Regions from separate parts of the Sus scrofa genome. Here region 2 is linked to region 1. The links are chromatin contacts, called in public Hi-C maps. All regions are on one chromosome and are shown on one strand. The core of a region is the stretch at or near the end of the contact, and the rest is flanking DNA. Distances in the headings are between cores, read along the strand shown.

Region 1 (4,102 bases), core at 475-2,974:
TCGCAGGGAGAACTTGAGGTCACCCGGCTCTTGCGGGCCGGCCCGGCTCCAGACGGCTATGCTTGTCCCACTAATGGCCTAGTCCCTCCGGCCGCAGAGCGGATGGGAGGATTTCGATCCTGCCTAGGATGTGCCTCGGCCAAGACCGGGTCCATTAGCGCCCCCACCGCATCCTGCCTCTCTCTCCAAAGTCTGCGCCGGGAAACTGAGGACGGGTTGTCCTTGGGGCGCTGGGCCCAAGCCTTTCCCCATCTGCTGTCCGGTTCGGTTCGTACTTGCACCTGCCCATTTTCCAGTCGCATGCATTAAGGCCCAATCAGGTTTAAAAGTCTCCAAATCCTAGGATTCCGACAATGTCTCCTTTCTCCCCTCCAACCCCCTTGCCCTGGGGCTTGGAAGTCCGTCGCCTCTCATAAAAGTCTGTTCACACCTTGTTAATTCCTTTGAGGCACTGGGATAAAAGGGGAGAAATCTCTGCAGCAACCTCTTTCATCCTCTCCTGCTTTAGGTGCTTTCTCTTTGGCTACAGAGGTGACAGCCGCCCTGCTGGGGCTGGGGGCCCCGAGCCCCCAGGGCAGGTTAGGCTCTGAGTCCGCAGGCTCCCTGTACACAGGTGGGAAGCCCAGGAGGATAGCTCCAGGAGCCCACACTGGGACAGATGGCTCTACGGGGACCTGGCCCCACCTGCTGGTGGCTTGTGAGTTAGAAAACCTGAAATTGTAAAGTGGACCTGTGTTCCAGAGGTTAAAGGATCAGGAACTCAGTCAGGACCTCGGCCTGGGATCTGGGACTCAGTTGCTCAGCCTGAGAGTAGGGTCTCAACCTCTAACTGAAATTGGGATTGATCTCAAGTCCTCATCACAGTTGGGATAGGGTCTGGGATCAGAGCCTTAGCAGAAGGGTCAGCCACCCAAATGAAGGCCTCAGATTCAGACTGAGGTCCAGGGATCAGTCCTTATCTGAAGTCAGGGGTTAGTCCTAATCTGAGGTCAGAGCTCAGTCCAGGTGGAAGCTCAACCAGGTATAGGTTGAGGGTAAAAACGGGTGGGGGAGTCAGGGTTTCAGGCTGAGGTCAGGGCTCAGCCTGAGACAAGACTAGCCTGGAACCTGGGGGTGAGCCTCCAGTTGCCTCACTCCAGGATAGAAGCGTCCACCTAAGGCTGGGAATTCAGCCTGGGATCATAGGTCACCCAAGGGTCAAGATTTAGCTTGGGGCTAGGTTTTGGCCTCTCCGTGGATCAGGAAGATTAGGAGAGAAGATAGGCTTCAGCAAATGCATGTGTTTACCAAAAGCCTGAACTTTGGCTGGGAGCCACATCCCTGGGGTACAAAGGGGAAGTCCGTCCTTAGGGATACTGGGAAATGTAGTTTATTGAAGGCTCCCAATGAGCCGTCTGCTACCCCTCCGTTTTGGGTAATGTAGTTCTGAACTGGTCAGTCAGTTAAGGGTGGATGGAGGAATTCCCCTTTGGGGGCCGGATATCAGATCCATCACAATTGGTTGGAGGGTCTGTTTATCAAATTACATCAGGGACAATCCTTCTAGTGATTGGTGAGAGTGGAGGCGGGATTAACTGACATCAGCATTCCCATTCGGAACCGGTGCTGTCCATTTGGTGTCGTAAAGGGGGCGGCCTCGAGAGGAGAAGATCGATGATTGGTTGAGCGGGCCGAAAATGCCAAAGAGTCGGCCCCCACCGTACGGCGATTGGTTCACCGGTAGGCGGGCCTGGAGGCGTCAGAGGCGGTATCAGGGGAGGCGGTGGCTCCAGAGATGGCAGTGAGCGAGAGGAGGGGGCTCGCCCGCGGGAGACCCGCGGAGTGGGGCCAGCGGCTCTTTCTGCTGCTGCTGTTAGGAGGCTGCTCTGGGCGCATCCACCGGCTGACGCTGACGGTGAGTCCTGCCGCGCAGCAGTCTTGAGTGGGGGACGCAGCTTTAGCCTGGAGAAGCCCCTGGCTTGGAGTGGTCTCGTCCTACCTCCCCCGCTCCTTACACGGGATGGAGCGGTCCGGCGCCCCCCGCGTCCAGGCCCGAAGTGGCCTCGTCCGAGGATCCCCCTCAATCCTCCCTTTGGAGTTGCCTGGCCGGCTGTGAGGGGGTCGTGCCCCGCCCACGGCTTGGGGCGGGGCTTCATCTCCGGGGACCCAGGACTCAGAGCCCTGTAAATTCTGGGGATCCATTTGGGGGCGCCAGGGGCCCTTAACACCGCCCAGGGAAGTCCCTGGGGGTTCTAGACTGGAGTCCTCTGAGTACTTATCGAGATCTTGGAGGCTCAGTTGAAATCTCTGCACTCTAGGGGCTCAGCTGGAATCAAAAAATTTTCTGGGAGGTGAGGGCCAGGCACTCCAAGATTCGTAACTCTGCTCTCCGGGTGGTACTCATCCAGTGGAGGGACTTCCAGGGGTCCCAGACTTTCTCTTCCTAGACTCTGAAAAGTGGCCAGAGGATCCGGGGCCACTCTGTCCCTTCCTGAGATTGGGGTCACAGCCTCCAGGGGTGGCCCTCTCAGCCTCTTCTGTCACCCTTTGGACCCGTCCTAAATCTAGGCATACCAGGAGGTGACCACAGCCCTTGGGGAAACCTCGTGCCACAACTCTGGGGCTGGGCTAGTGGGAAGTCTCAGCTGCTTCTGTCTCCTTCATCGCCGGCAGGGGGAGAAGCGAGCCGACATCCAGCTGAACAGCTTTGGCTTCTACACCAACGGCTCTCTGGAGGTAGACCTGAGCCTCCTGCGGCTGGGCCTCCAGGAGACAGAAGAGAAAGCTCCGCTGGTGAGGGGCTTTGAGGAGTGCGGTACTGGAGGAGGGAGAGGTGCAGAAGTTTCTGGGCTTCTCCCCCACAACCCCCCCCCCCCAGCTCTGGATTCCCATCCTAGCTATGCCTCTCACCCGTGTGATCTTGGGCAAGTCCCTTGGCCTCTCTTTCCTCATCTATAACATGGGAATAATAATATTTCCTGCAATATGTGCTAGGCACTGAGCCGGAGAGGGGTGGGGAGGGGAGCATGCCAGTGAACAAGACAGCCCAGTTCCTTGAATCAAATGAGTAGCTAAGAGTTCCTATTGTGGCTCAGCACGTTTCGAATCTAGCTAGTATCCACAAGGATTTGGGTTCGATCCCTGGCCTCACTCAGTGGGTTAAGGATCTGTCATTACTGCATGCTATGGTGTAGGTCACAGACACAGCTCGTCTCTGGCATGGCTGTGGCTGTGGTGTAGACCAGCAGCTGCAGCTCCAATTTGACCCCTATATGCTGTGGGTGCAGCCCTAAAATAAGAGAGAGAGAGTAGTTAGTGTTTATTGTACCCGCTGTGAACCAGGTACCATGCAGATCAATTTCCATGGGTTGGTTCCTACACAGCTGCCTCTCGGGGATGCTGTGAGAAGATTACACCTGCCAACTCAGTTTTACAGGTGTTTACACAGACCCAGAGGTATGTGGCTTGCTTAGAGTCCCAGAGCCTGGTTGTAAATCCCTGTGTGCTGGACTCCAGAGCCCAAGGCAGGATACCACAAACATTCTATTTAATTTATTTTTTACCTCAGCAATTTAAATAGTGGGACAGAGGGCGAGCTAGGTCCAGAGGGCCAGCGCAGGTCTCCCTGAGGAAGTGACATCCCGTTTGGGTGGCACAGATCGCCAGGAGTTAAGGGGAAAGGGTTGGGGGGTTGGGGGTGGGGGTGATAAATGGGAAAAGCCAGTAAGTGGATGAACTTAAGCTGTTCAGGAAATCCAAGGTTACATTTCTGTTGCCACTGCTAGAGGTGACTTGGAGGTCCCTGCTGGCCTCCCTCACATCGTGTCCCCTTTTCTTGCCACCCGCCAGGTGGGGTTCAGTCTGACCCGAGTTCGATCTGGCAGTGTTCGCTCCTACTCAGTGAGTGGAGGCGGGGAGGGAATGAAAAGGGGCAGGGGCGGTGGGAGGGGAGAGTTGTCTGTCCACATCTGGAACCCAGAGACCCCTGTTCTTTGCCAGAGGGGGAAGCAGGGAGATGGGGATGGGGGAGGGAGGCAGGGTAAAGCGGGCCCATTGGGAGGCGGTAACCAAGGCTCCCTGCTACCCACTGTCCAGAGCCAGCACTCCCACGACTGCCCTCTCC
Region 2 (4,183 bases), core at 411-2,910, 290 kb after region 1:
GATCTCATGGGAGAAGTCGTAACGGGCCGAGTCCCTGCAAGACAAAACAGTATGGTGGGTGGGCTGGTGGCAGCCCCTAGTCCAGGCAGAGTGCCTGCCAATAGGGGGTGGAGTTTGCTGTGAGGGCTGAATGACCAAAAGTGCTGGGTGGGTGTCTCAGGAGTTACTGGTAGGGTGGGGGCTCCTTGGGTGCCGGTACCTAAGAATGTAGAGGGAGCCTGGCTCCAGCAGGAGTTCCAGCCACTCCCCTGGCTCCTGAGTGTGCACCAGCCGCATGACACTGGGAGACAGCAGGGACAGGCCGGCAATGGTGGATCCGCAGAACTGGAAGAGGGAACATGGAGGGTAAGTCAATCTTTGGCTTGGCCGGCTCACGCCCAGCTGGGAGCTCTAAGGCACGGGTCTCTGCCCACCTTGATGCTGTCTACGTGTGGCTTGATGTAGCCCCGAGGTTCCAGGTCCAGCACGTGCACTGAGGAGAGCAGGCTCTGGCCAGGGCCAAAAGCGGCCGCCTGCACACGCTGCAGGATGACCCTGCTTGCCTCTGACCAGCGTGACTTCTCAGTCTCTCGGAAGCCATGGATGGCCTGCCCAGAGAGCTAAAGTCAAGGCTGGAAGCTTCCAGGGAGAACAGGGAAACTGAAGTATGGGTTTGGGGCTGGGGGTGGGAAGGAAAAAGCTGGTGGAAGTACAAAGCAAAGGGCTGGTTTTCCCAGCAGAACACTTGACCCCACCCTCAATTCACAACCTTGACCCTATCAACCTGATGATCCTGGGTCTCAAAACCCAACCCCTGCCCCATCTAGCTGGCCTCAGTCCTTTCTATCCACCCTGAGGCTTCAATTCAGTCCCAGATCCCGGCCCCATTGCTGGCCAGTCCCCGATATTCACAGTTTGATCCTACCCAACACCAGTTCCCTGGTCTTCAACCCCAGCCCCTGACTTTCCATCATCTCGCTCCACACCCGTCCCCGTCCCTAACTTTGGTTCTGTCCTCCAAACACCCCCTAGTTCCAGGTTCTGCCTTTAGTTCTGGCCCTTGCTGTCATTTTCCAAAACTGTTTAGGTGCCCCTAAACCCCTCCAAGCTTCAAGACTCCGCCCCCCACCCCAGGTCCCGCCCACAACAGTAGCCCTGAACATCCAGCGCTCCACTCTTCCCACCCATAACGCCCCAGGCTCCGCCCCTCCGTAGCTCCGCAGTCCGGCCCCCCAGCGCCGCCAGCCTCACCGCGTCCCAGTGGTCGTATTCGTATCGGCGACGGCGTAGCTCAGGTTCCAACTCGCGGCTCAGTGTCTCCTCTTCGGCCGCGCTCAGGAAGCCGGGCCGCACCACAGCGGCGTCCCGCAGGCGGCTAAGGAGAGCCGGACCCGAGCCCCTCACCCAACCGTGTCCAGACAGCGTTCGCAGCGCCAGCTGCCCGCCCCCTGCCATAGTTCCGTAGCCGGATCTTGGAAGCGGCGGGGGGTCAGGGCCACGCCCTAGCCCCAGAACCATTGGCTGTGGCTGCTTGGAGTCCCTCCAGTGATTGGTTTCCCTTAGAGTCCCGCCTCTCGCTCAAGGCTACTGGTTATTACTCGGCTGGGCGTCCCAAACTGTTGGCTCTCCCCAGAACCCGTCTCCTCTCCTGCCCTATTGGACGCCATCGACCGCTGTAACTCAGACTACTGGCTGTCCGTCCTTCAGGGGGCGGAGGCGGGGAGGGGGAAAGGGGCAAAGGCGAGATCTGGCTTGGGGTCAGAGGTCAGGGGTCATAGAAGGATTGGGCCGAGGCTATGAAGTCGGCCAGGTCTGGAGGATGCGGGTAGAGTACAGTCGGGCTGAGATGTAGGGGTCAGGGGAATGACCTCCAGCCTATGATTATGGGCTGGGGCCAGATTTGTGGAGTTAGGGGTTTCAGCCAAAAGTCAAAACGAAGCACGTCCCGTTACCCCCTCTCTACTGGGTCATTCCCACCCGCATACGGGCTGGCTCCCATCTTAAAAGCAGGATATAAACAAAAAATCCCCTTCCTTCAGTGACAGAATTGGCATGACACCATTTTGCAGCCCTATTGGACTATTGGTGGATATAGACAGAGACCAAACAGCTCCTAACATCTTGAAAAGAGGGGAACTGGATTTAATGTGCCTCCTGCTGGCAGATCACTTGCCAAAAAGCAGAACCTGAATCCCATCACACTTGTCTAGATTCATACACTGGAAATATCAAGGACAGGACCCAATCAACAAAAACCAGAAAGTGGGAAAGTCCACAGGACAAAGGACCCTGCTTCTCCAACAAGTGAATTTCAAGGAAAGAGAAGAAAAATAGGGAGAGATTGAGAAATTAACGGGAAACCTGCAGTTACAGGACACTTAGAGATCTATCCACCAGTGGTGATGTATGGACCTTAGTTTGATTCTGATTGGAACAAACTAAAAAATAGACAACGGGGGAAATTTGGACATTGGCTGAATATTCACCCGTGGTAAGTATTTTTCCTTTTTTAGGCTTGAAAATGGTATTGTGGTTGTCATTTTAAAAATTCCTTTTATTTACTTATTTGCAATTAACTTTTTTTGAATGAAAGATTCTTTATTGTTTGTTTGCTTATTTATTTATTTATCTTTTTAGCGGGGGCACCCGCGGCATATGGAGGTTCCCAGACTAGGGGTTGAATTCGAGCTGTAGCTGCTGGCCTACACCACAAGCACAGCCACAGCAACGTGGGGTCTGAGCTGTATCTTCGACTTACACCACAGCTCATCAATGTCGATCCTTAACCCACTGTGCAAGGTCAGAGATTGAACCTTTGTCCTCATGGATGCTACTCAGATTCCACTGAGCCATGACTGGGAACTCCTGAAAGATTCTTTAAATTCTGTAGTGCTTTACAATTTCCAAATTTTCACACACACACACATGATTTTACATAATCCCATAATAACCCCCTTTTCTCCCTCCCCTGTCTTGCCCCACCCCCCTCCTCCTCCCCACTGGTAACCACTAGTTTGTTCTCTTTAAGTCAGTTTCTTTTTTGTTTTATTCTCTAGTTTGTTGTATATTTTAGATTCCACATGGAAGTGATATCATACAGTATTTGTCTCTCTGACTTAATTCACTTTGCATAATGCCCTCCAAGTCCATCAATGTTGCTGAAAATGACAAAATTTCATTCTTTTTAGCGGCTAAGTAGTATTCCATTATATATACACCACGTCTTTATGTATTTGTCTGTTGATGGACACTGGAAACTTAGACTGCTTCCATATCTCGGCTGTTGTAAATAATGCTACTGTGAATATAGGGGTGCATGTATCTTTTCTAATTAGTGTTTTTGTTGTGGGTATATACCCAGGAGTGGAATTGCTGGGTCATGTGGTAGTTGTGGTAGTTCTGTTTTCAGTTTTTTGAGAAATAAATATTCCTTATCCTTCAGAAATACATACTGAAATAGATGAAATGAAAAGCTGGGATTTGCTTCAAAGCAATCCAGGGCTGGGGGCCGGAGGGGATCGAAGAATCACAATCAGCCTTGAGCTGGTCATTGTTGACTTGGTGCAATGGGTACTTGAGACTCATTATCCTAGTTTCTCTGCTTTTGTGTGTATTTTAAGTTGTGTGGAATGCAAAGTTCAGCCAAATGTAACCAATGAATGAAGCCAAATTAAAAAGTCCTCTGAATTTAAAAAAAACAAAACATTGACCTCAGTACTCTTCAAAGACAGACCCATGTTTTCTGCTCTCCTCGACAGCAAAATTCCTCGAAAGATTTGTCCAGCTCCGATATTTTCCCACCCCGTCTCTCTGGGTCCACTCCAATCTGGCTTCTGGCCCCTGCAGCACTGAATTGATATTTAGCGCCACTAGTGATCACTGTGCCAAATGCCAGAGCCTCCTGCATTTTTATTCCCAACCCTGACCCCAGACTTACCCATCCCCTGGGATGTCTGAGGCTCATCAGACATCAACCCCTGCTCTTGGCCCATCCTGCCTCTCCTTCTAGCTCTCCTGGTTTCATCAGGGAAAAATATCTCATCTTTCTAGCTGCCTTGGGCCTTGTAGTTTTTGGAGATTACTTTCTCTCTCAAATCTCATACTATGCCTGTCAGCCCTGCCTTTAAAACCTGGCCGGGAGTTCCCTTCGTGGCTCAGTGGTAGCGAATCCAACTAGTATCCACGAGAATGTGGGTTCGATCCC

What was found. Hi-C and Micro-C count contacts between places; a contact is called where the count stands out from the background.
Region 2: a contact with region 1 is called in a Hi-C map of liver, with 2.6 times the contacts expected there. The contact joins the promoter of ALKBH7 here to the promoter of GPR108 in region 1. A contact is called at or near these places in 3 of 47 Hi-C or Micro-C datasets (embryonic fibroblasts, heart right ventricle and liver) and 1 of 2 datasets of contacts at active chromatin or transcription factors (alveolar macrophages).

Annotation. Positions count from the first base shown.
Region 1 is chr2:72,416,497-72,420,598 of Sscrofa11.1, forward strand. GPR108 (protein GPR108) reads left to right here and starts at 1,725. Exons shown (of 18, transcript XM_021083982.1): 1 at 1,725-1,894; 2 at 2,653-2,772; 3 at 3,829-3,879; 4 at 4,075-4,102. The coding sequence starts at 1,775.
Region 2 is chr2:72,702,264-72,706,446 of Sscrofa11.1, forward strand. ALKBH7 (alpha-ketoglutarate-dependent dioxygenase alkB homolog 7, mitochondrial) reads right to left here and starts at 1,661. Exons shown (of 3, transcript XM_013994719.2): 1 at 1,231-1,661; 2 at 200-324; 3 at 1-34. The coding sequence starts at 1,497. ACER1 (alkaline ceramidase 1) reads left to right here and starts at 2,340. Exons shown (of 7, transcript XM_021083989.1): 1 at 2,340-2,470.